Linked DNA regions of Neogale vison: region 1 is linked to region 2. A link is a contact called in public Hi-C data. All regions are on one chromosome and are shown on one strand. The core of a region is the stretch at or near the end of the contact, and the rest is flanking DNA. Distances in the headings are between cores, read along the strand shown. Region 1 holds the start of SRD5A3 (polyprenol reductase). Region 2 holds the start of CLOCK (circadian locomoter output cycles protein kaput).

Region 1 (4,830 bases), core at 784-3,283, 210 kb before region 2:
TATCCCTACTTCCTTACCACACAGACGTCATTACTACTATAGCTCTGGTAGCTTCCATGTCTCATAGAGTGATCCTCCAACCTTCTCCTTCATCTTCAACTGTGCCTTGGCCATCTTTAGCCCTTCTGACTTCCATATAAAATTTTTTAAGGATTTATTTATTTACTTTAGAGAGAAAGAGAGTGAGAGCAGGGGGAGGGGTAGAGAGAGAGGGAGAGAATCTCAAGCAGACACTCCACTGACCACAGAACCCAAGGTGAGGCTCAATCTCATGATCCCAAGATCATAACCTGAGCTGAAACCAAGCGTCTGACACTCAACTGACAGAGCTACCCAGGTGCTCCTTCCATATAAATTTTAGAATCAACTTGCTAAGTTCCACAAAAAGTTAGTATTTAATCAGGATTATATCTATTCCATAAATCACTTTGGGGAGAATTATCATCTTAACCAGTCTGTGAGCTTAGTATAGCTCTCATTTTAGATATGTCCTTTATAATACAAGTATGATTTTCTTTTCTTTGAAAAAGACTTACCTATCTCTTATGAGATTTAGTCCTAAACATAGTATTTTATTTAAAGTCAAATCTTTAAAACATTTATCTTCTGGTTTTGCTGGGAAATAAAATGATCAACAGTTATAAACTGATTTTGGTATTCAGCAACCTTACCAAAATGTCCAGTGAGTTCTAATATCTTATCTTAGACTCTATTGGAGTTTCTGACTATCTCCAAATAATGACAGCTTGTTTCTTATTTTGCAGTCCTTAGAACTTTCCTTTCTTTTTCTTACTTATTGAGCTGGCTGGGGTCTGTAGTAAAGCACTGACTCCAAAGGTTTCACTGAATTGATTGAATTTGGGTTTCAAATTTTGAAGGCTCAACCACCAGCATTTGCTAACTGTAGTTAGGCTGTGAGAGAAAGAGAGGAATCAAGGTTGAGTGCAAGGTTTTTGGCCTCAAGAACTAGTAGAACTGCATGGTCATTTACTGCTGGCAAAGCCAGAGATTTGTTTATCATATAGCACTGGTAATTAAATGAAGAAAGGTAAAAAACTGGCTTATGCTTATTGGTAATGATCTTTCTAACAGACGTTAGCCTGGTTTTCCACTTCTGAAATAATTCACTCCTGAAAGGATTTAAACATATACAAATGCTCTCAGCAGGGTTTGACTTGTGACTTCCTGTTCAGCCACTGCCCTCCACAGGGGGTTTGTCTGAATGTGAGCTGTACACTCTTTTGGCTAAAATCTGAACGAAGAGAGAGACAGTGAGAGGAAAAGAAAGATGACTTTTCCCTCTAGCGTCAATATTTCCTATTTTCTTACAGACATGTGCGCGCGCGCGCACGCACACACACACACACACACCCCTGTCTTGCTTTGCAACCTTTCCCAAGTCAAAGAATTAAAAGAGAATCCCTGTCACCCAGGAAGCTTGGTCCCTGCAAGTAGCTTGTCTGGAAAGATGTCCTAGAAAGACCAGCTGCATTTCTGCGGTGTCAACCTAAAAACAATGAAGAAAAATGAAGGGGTGACTCCGCCGAAGAGATCCTAAGTCATACGAAAAGCCCTCATTTCCCAGCCAGAAGGCCAATTTGACCATATGGTTGTTTGCAATCACAGCTATGTATTTTACAGTCGACTTATCTTCACTTAACCTCCTGTTCCTGCTACCCTAAACTGCGTTCCGTGTTTCTACCGCCTTCATCATTACCATGTTAATGTCTGCATGATATTACAACGTGTTATTGCAACACAACTTAACTAAATAGAGTGCACCATTCAGGATTGTTTCCATTTTTCCACTGAAAAATACAGCAATCAGGCTTGCAGCTGTTCGCATCACATTGTTGAATCATCTTTTGGGGTTCGCCTACAGGTCCGTGAGTCAGACTAGAGACTGAGGACAACCAAGGAGCGCCAGCGTGACCCCGCCCCCGGGGCGTGCCCTGGGCGGGGCCGCGCACGTCCGCGTCCCGCGCTGCGTCACCGACGTCCCGCCCACCCGGTGTGCGGCGCGCGAGCGGCCGCTGCAGCGCTGGCGGGTGGTTCGGGCCCTGGGAACACCGAGGCCCGAAGCGTCGGCTATGGCTCCCTGGGCTGTGGCCGAGCTCTGGGCGCTGAACCCACTGCGCGCTCTGTGGCTCACGCTGACCGCCGCCTTCCTGCTGACCCTGCTGCTGCAGCTAGTGCCGCCCGGCCTGCTCCCGGGCTGCGCGCTTTTCCAGGACCTGATCCGCTATGGGAAAACCAAGCGTGAGGGGCCGTCGCGCCCGGCCGCCTGCCGGGTCTTTGATGTCCCCAAGAGGTAACCGCGCCCCGGCTCGAGCCCGGGAAGCCGAGGCGCGGAGAGCCCGGGGCGCCCGGCCCAGGCAGCCGGCAGGGGGCAGCAGAGGCGGGCGCGGGGCCCCCGGGCCCGGGAGGCCCTGACAGGTCTCCGGGCGCGGCGGGCCTCGGCGGGTCTCTAGGGGCACGGCCGCGTCCGCGTCGTGGCCCGGGGGGGCGAAATGCCCCAAGAGCTCGCGGACACCGAGGATGCGGAGCCGCGCGTGAACGTGAACGTGAACGTGTGGCCGCACCGAGTCTTCCCCTGGGGGGAAGTAGCGCTTCCGAATGTAGGCCTGGTCACCCGGCGTCAGGTTATAGCCTTTTGGTCCCAAAGTTTCCTTTTAGCCCTCCCCTGCACTGTAGGGCTCGATCTAACTTGAGGTCACTCACTTGTAGACATGAAGGCAGGCCCGCCCTTCGCCTTTGCTTCTCTCATTTGTCTCCGACCTTCGAAGTCAGGACGAGGGGCGAGCCGCTGGTCACAGGGCGGCACCTCCTTCGGCCACACCGACCCTCCTCACTAGCACCTTGGCCCAGGAGTGCGCATTTTTGTCGAGACTGACCCCGAAGCTTTGACTTTCAACAGGTTTCATAACCAAGTTCAGTGAAAGATTAAATCTAAATCGTTAGGGCTTAAGTAGGGTTCTTTCAGAATTGTAAAGACTTGTAGTTTGCTTTGTTTGGGGTTTTTTTATTGTTTTACTTTGAATTCAGAACATAGCTGAGAAGAGTCAGCCAAGCACTTCTGGACGGTAGGAGAACAGCAGTGGCTCTTCTGTCTTGAAGGTGCATCGAAAGTTGAACGTTTAGGAAGGAATCTGGAGGAACGTGATAAGGTTTCAAATGTATTAAAACCCCAGGTTATCGCATGAACCTCTCAGAGACAGGGTCCCAGGTCCACAGACAAGAATGTGGCTGAATGTAACTTGGCTTCTGAAACATGGATAATCGCCCCCACTTTGGTCTGTTGGGAAAGAGATTCTTCAGGTGTTAACACTGAGAAGGAAGATGTAGGACATTCACAGGAAGAAGAAAGGGAATGAGGCCCTGGGAAGAGGTAGAAGTATTTAGGACAAATTAGTCAAACCCTGTATTTATTAGAGGCTCTTTTTTTTTTTTTTAAAGATTTTATTTATTTATTTGACAGAGAGAGATCACAAGTAGGCAGAGAGGCAGGCAGAGAAAGAGAGGAGGAAGCAGGCTCCCTGCTGAGCAGAGAGCCGGATGCGGGACTCGATCCCAGGACCCTGAGATCATGACCTGAGCCAAAGGCAGCGGCTTAACCCACTGAGCCACCCAGGCGCCCCTAGAGGCTCTTTTTAAGCAAACATTATCCATTATCCTATTTTTAATCAAGTTTGATTGCAGTACATCCTTTTGGGCTTTATAGCAATGGCATTCCCAGATTATCATTTTTTACTGTTATAAAGTGAAGCAAAAATATTTCTTAGTGTGAATTCTGACGAATTGTTTTCTGAATTCTGAAAAGGAGATTGATGTCCCTAGATTAAAGGACATATTTCAAGTCATTCCCTGCACTCCGCTGTTTCTCTGGCTCCCATTCCCCAGCTGTTAGTGCTCAAGCACTTGATTAGGTGACAGCTAAGAAAACAGACCTGGTACCTTTCCTTTATTCATTACTACTCTTTGGGCTTGTAATTTCTCCCATAATTTACACCTTTTTCTTCTTCTAGAATTCTAGAGTAGAACCTCCCATGATGTCCAAATGATGTTTTGTTTTCATTTTTGGTTTTTTTGTTATTTAAACCATTTCTTTTAGTATTGGAAGAAGATAGAGCAAGTCCAGGCCAAGAAAGAAAGACAAATGTGCCTAGATACTATATTTAAATATTTTTCCTTGTGCGAAATTCAGTTGTACTCTTAAAAGTGAACCTGTAATTTTTATACTTAGAGGCAGCTGTAAATCATATTTCTGCATTCACATTTCTGCATCTAAAATGGTGCTTACATAATTTTGTTTGGGGTTAGTTTTTCCTAAGGAGACAAGAATAAAACCTTAAATCAGTTCATGGCATGTTCAATTCCATTACCACTGTTGGGTAGGGTTTTTCCCCTAAATTAAGGTGATGGTACTTTTCTTGTTTTCCTTTTGGTTCGTAGATTGTTAATTTCCGAGAAAATCTGAATAAATAGGTGATGTCAACATGAGTCACAATTGCTCTTGACTTGTGCAATGTGTATAGAAGTACTTCTGCTTCTAAGTTTCAAAATGGTATCAAAGCCTTGCAACTGAATTGAGCTCTGGAAGCAAAGAGCCATCCACACTTTTCTCCAGGGGTACAGCAGTCATAACCAGGGGACCTGTGCACAGAATTCAGGGCAAACCTGAGTTAGAAAAAAAATTACATCTTTATTTCACTGATCTCTAGCCAAAATTTAGCATTTCCTTAATGATAAATGTATTTAATGAACCATGGTAGAATTAGCAGTACTTGCAATATGGTGAAAGATTTTTTTATATCACATTAAAAATATTGA
Region 2 (4,397 bases), core at 540-3,039:
TTTTTCTCACGGCTGATCAAGACTAGCTCCACCACCACTTTCATTTGTCGTCTTCTGGCTAACCTCTAATGACATTCTGTTCATTCAAATACCTAATACCTGAGTTAGTTTCCTTCCCCCAACAAGATTTTAAAACAAACCAGATCTGAGGTGTCCCAGGAGAGAACTTTGAAGAAAGCAACTCATTAGCTAAATTACGTCCGTTTCAGAACGTTTGTTTTTCAAGCAGGTGAAGACACAAACATACCACAACTCTCAAATCACTAAAAATAAAGCGACAACTTAGAAAGCAATCTTCACGTGAAATTACCTTTTTTTTGATTTGGGGGATCAGCAGAATAGTCATATCAATAATGACTGTAAAACTTTCTTCTTGTGCTTTTCTTTCACTGTAAAGGAAAAAATAAAGGCTAGTAAGCCTTCCTAAGAGCAAGACAACGACCACCTGACTCGATCTTCAATCCCCAGATCAGAGGCCAAGACATTATCTCAGGATCCTGCTGACTTATCAACAGGACGACCTGTACCCCAACGAAACACTCTGAAGAATACAAGCTCTGCGGCGCTACGTGTTGGAAATTACACCCCAGGAGCCAGAGCGCCAGGACCAGATCCACAGACTCCAGCTTCGCGGGCGGAAAGGGATCTAGAACAGCCAGCCGCGGTGGTGACAGGGCGCGGGGAGGCGCGGGTCGCCAGAAGGAAGACCCGGCGCCGCGCCGCGAGCCCTCGAACCCGCGCAGTCTCCCGCGCTGGACGCGCGAAGCCGCGCGTTCCCCGGGAACCGAGCCCCGGAACCACGACCACTAACGGAACCAGCCCACGGGCGGAGGCCGCCGCTCGGACAGCGGACCGCGGCGCGCGGGCCGGCAGCCGGGAGGGCGGGGGTTCCCCGGAGGAGCTGGCCGCCCCGGCGCCCCATTGGGCCCCGCTCCAAACGTGCCCGAGTTGTGACAGGAATAAAGTGGGTCACAAGGCCTAGCGGGTCCCCAGCGAAAGCCCTCTCGGCACCGCGTCTCCGGCTTTCCCGGCCTCTGGAACCGGCCCCAGCCCGGAGGCGCGCTCCGGCCACCGGCCCCACCGTGCACCCCAATCCCGCCCCTGCCCCGCAGGTAACCCCGGCAGCCCCGGAGGGCCCCTCAACCAGGGCGCGACTCCACCCCAACTCCCGGGAAAAGGCACACTAGGGCGACAGGCAAAACTTGGGCTTCAGCTCCCGCCTTCCCCTCCCTCGGCCGCCGCCCCCCGGCCACACACACACACACACACACACACACACACACACCGCCCCCCGCTCCCTCCCCTTCTCCGCGCCCTTACCGTGTGGCTTGCGGCGGCTCCGGCTTTTTCCCTCCCCCACCCTGGAGTCTGGCTGCGGTGACTCGGAACCACTAACCCGGAGCGTCCAGGAGACACAGCGGCTCCCAGCACAAGCAGCACCTGGGGCTGAGTGGCGCACCCCCCCCCCAAAAAAATTCACCGCTACTGCCGCCCGCTCCTCCCCCTCCCTTCCCTTCCCCTCCTCCACCGGCACCGGGAGCACGCATGCGCCGCCGAGGCAAGCCTACCGACGGACTTCAGGCCCCGGGCCCACCCGGTGGGGCGCTACTCACCGGGAGCGCGCACGCGTCGGCGGCCAGATTTCCTTCGCGCTCTCGCTCTCGGGGGTTTCCTTTTTAAGCCGGTAGCCGCAAGCCCAGTCTGTGATTGCGCTCCCTGCTGGCGCATGCGTCGTCAGTGACCCCCGCGGGCTCCGACGGCCGGCGCTCAGTATTTGCCCCTCCCCTCACTCTCCCTTTCCCCGGCGCAACCCCGTGCGCATGCGACTTGCCCCGTTAGGCAGCGCGGAACCGCGGAGGGGATCCCGGGCGCCGATGAGACTTCGGCTCCCTCGGGCCGTGCGTCTGCGCCGTCTGCGGAGGGAAATCGGGATCTCCCCGGCGCCCCCTTCCCGGCTCTCATTACTGGAAAGCTGGGGAGGCGGGGCCTGCTCGGGTGGAGGGTACGGTCGGACCGGGGAGCGTTGGCGTTAGGTCCGGGCGGCTTTGGTTTTCACCGGTTGCGGGGAGCGAGGAGGAGGAGGGAGAGCTCCTTGCCGGATGAGGCACCCGGAGGCCCGAAAGGGGACCCTCTCTCTGTTGGCCAGCACGCCGGGGAAGATTTTCTGGGTGTTGGCAGACGGAAGGCTTTTTTCATTCTCCAGCGGCATCACTCGCGTTTCCTCTCTTGAGACTGGGAGAGGTTGTTTGCGAAGGTGGAGAGACATCCCGAGACGTCTTTTCCTTCTCCCTGAAAGGAGCGCGGCTCGGGTCGCTGCTTGTTGGTGGGTGGGCCTGCGGAGGCCGGGTCTGCGCCCGGGCTGCAGCGGGAGGTTAAAGGAGGTCAGGAGGTGTTCGTTGGGAGTTTTTCACCTGGCCTTAAAGGCCTGGCGACAGTTCAGTGGAAGATGGGGAATGAAGCAGTGGGATACACCAGGATCTGATTTGCACGGCTTCCCTGGTTAGAAAAATGTGTGACTTCCTACTTACGTTAGGGGAAATTACTTCCCTTGATGCATAAAACACAGTCCACATGGGAAAGCACTTTTCAGTAGTTCTAAGTGATTAGAAAAGAAGTTTATACAGTCCTAATTCCTAGTCTTTTTTTGTTGTAATGAATGTCCTTTGGATTTAAAATAGAAGCCATCTTGTTTCAAAAAAATAACCGTTTGGGCTGTAAATTGCTCCCTTGGAGGTAACATGCACCTCAGTAAGCATTTAAAATTCTTGATGGGGACTCCTGGATGGGCCAGGTCATGATCCCAGCGCTCTAGGATCGGATCGAATCCCACATGGGGCTCCTTGCTCAGTAGGGAGCCTGCTTCTCCTGCCTTGTGTTCCCCCAGCTTGTGTGCACTCTGACAAAATCCTTTTAAAATAATCAAACAAAATTCTTGCTGTATGCTCAGAGGAAAAAGAACATCAAAACTGAGGAACTTACCCCTCATCCTTCACCTGAGGATTTTCCTGTCAAGTGTGGGGAAAGAGGATTTGTTAAGCTACTCCATTATATAGCAGAAGGGATTTTAGTAGACCTTTTTGTTCTTCATTCCCTATTCTGATCATTTCCTTTGGGAAACTATTCACTCAGCCCATATGGCTGCGGCAGGACTCCAGGGTGAAAGCATATTTGAGTTAATGCTCGGCTTTAGGCTGGTTTTACCAAGAAGGGTGCTCTATCTTTGACAATGGATTTAAATTTAGCAAAAGGGGGGCCTGAAGCCATCTTTTCACTCATGGGTTATTCTAAGAAGAAAGGTAACTTGGGAAAAAAAGCAGATTAAAAGATGGAGATTTGGCCTAGATACGTGTTTGATGCCCTGAATCCAGTGTGGACTAAATAACCGAAATTTCAGTTAAATTAGTTCTTTCATACGTTTGTTTTATTGCTTAAACCAGTCACTTACTACTAAAAATTCCAAGGGATGCTGGTAGCCCCAGAGGAGGCAAGGTTGATAATACAGATAAAGTAGGTTGTAGCCAGACCAGAGGGTTTGAATGCTTCCCCTGCGGCATGGATGTTTACATTCTGTTCTGTTCTAAAGTGATCCCTCCTCAGTTCTACATCATCTCTAGACTTCATATCTTCAAAAATACCTTTGCCCCTTTTAATGGTTCCATTGTCCTCTTAGTCACTACTGTCAACTCATTCATCTTTGACTCCTTCCTTACTCTCTCTTTTTGTGTTTAATCATTTACCAAGACCTGTTGATAGTCCTGTTTTTCTGCTCCTCTGCCACTGCATGAACATTTCCCACAGTTTGATTCACTTTATCTGTTTCTCCCATATTTTCTCCAAGAAGTAAACTATCATGTTTTTAAAAACTTTTCCAACTTCCAGATTCCACTTTTCCCTAAAACCATCATTCTGCCTCATAGTTGCACAGATCCTAAATTTATGTCCCCACCCTAAACACAATATATATATATATATATATGTATACAGATACATATATATAATTTAAATATTCTGTTAATTCCTTCTGATATACATTGCTGTTACTTACACTGAGAACATCCAACACTTTTGCAACTGATTCTCCTAGTTGATGTCTTGATAGAGACAGTATAGCTTAGTTGTTAGAGTGCAAAATTGGAAACTACAGTGCCTGGATTGAAATCCCACCTCTTAATATTTGCATGACTTTGAGCAAGTTATTTCTCTGCTCTTCATTTTTCTCATCTGTAAAATGAGGAATAGTAAATCTATCTCATGGGATAATTGAGATATAAAAAATAGATGTAGTGTGTATGTGTATGTGTGTGTGTGTGTGTAAGTAATAGTACCTGGCACATAAGAGATCTCGTTTAAGTGTTGGCTAGTATTTTTTTTAAGTAGGCTCCACACCCAATGTGGGG

What was found. A called contact is a pair of places that touch in the nucleus more often than the background predicts.
Region 1: a Hi-C map of muscle shows a contact between it and region 2, with 6 times the contacts expected there. The contact joins the promoter of SRD5A3 here to the promoter of CLOCK in region 2. A contact is called at or near these places in 2 of 3 Hi-C or Micro-C datasets (fibroblasts and muscle).

Annotation. Positions count from the first base shown.
Region 1 is chr11:24,245,825-24,250,654 of ASM_NN_V1, reverse strand. It overlaps SRD5A3 (polyprenol reductase), which reads left to right and starts at 2,033. Exons shown (of 5, transcript XM_044224077.1): 1 at 2,033-2,311. The coding sequence starts at 2,091.
Region 2 is chr11:24,031,206-24,035,602 of ASM_NN_V1, reverse strand. CLOCK (circadian locomoter output cycles protein kaput) reads right to left here and starts at 1,789. Exons shown (of 23, transcript XM_044226114.1): 1 at 1,614-1,789; 2 at 311-389.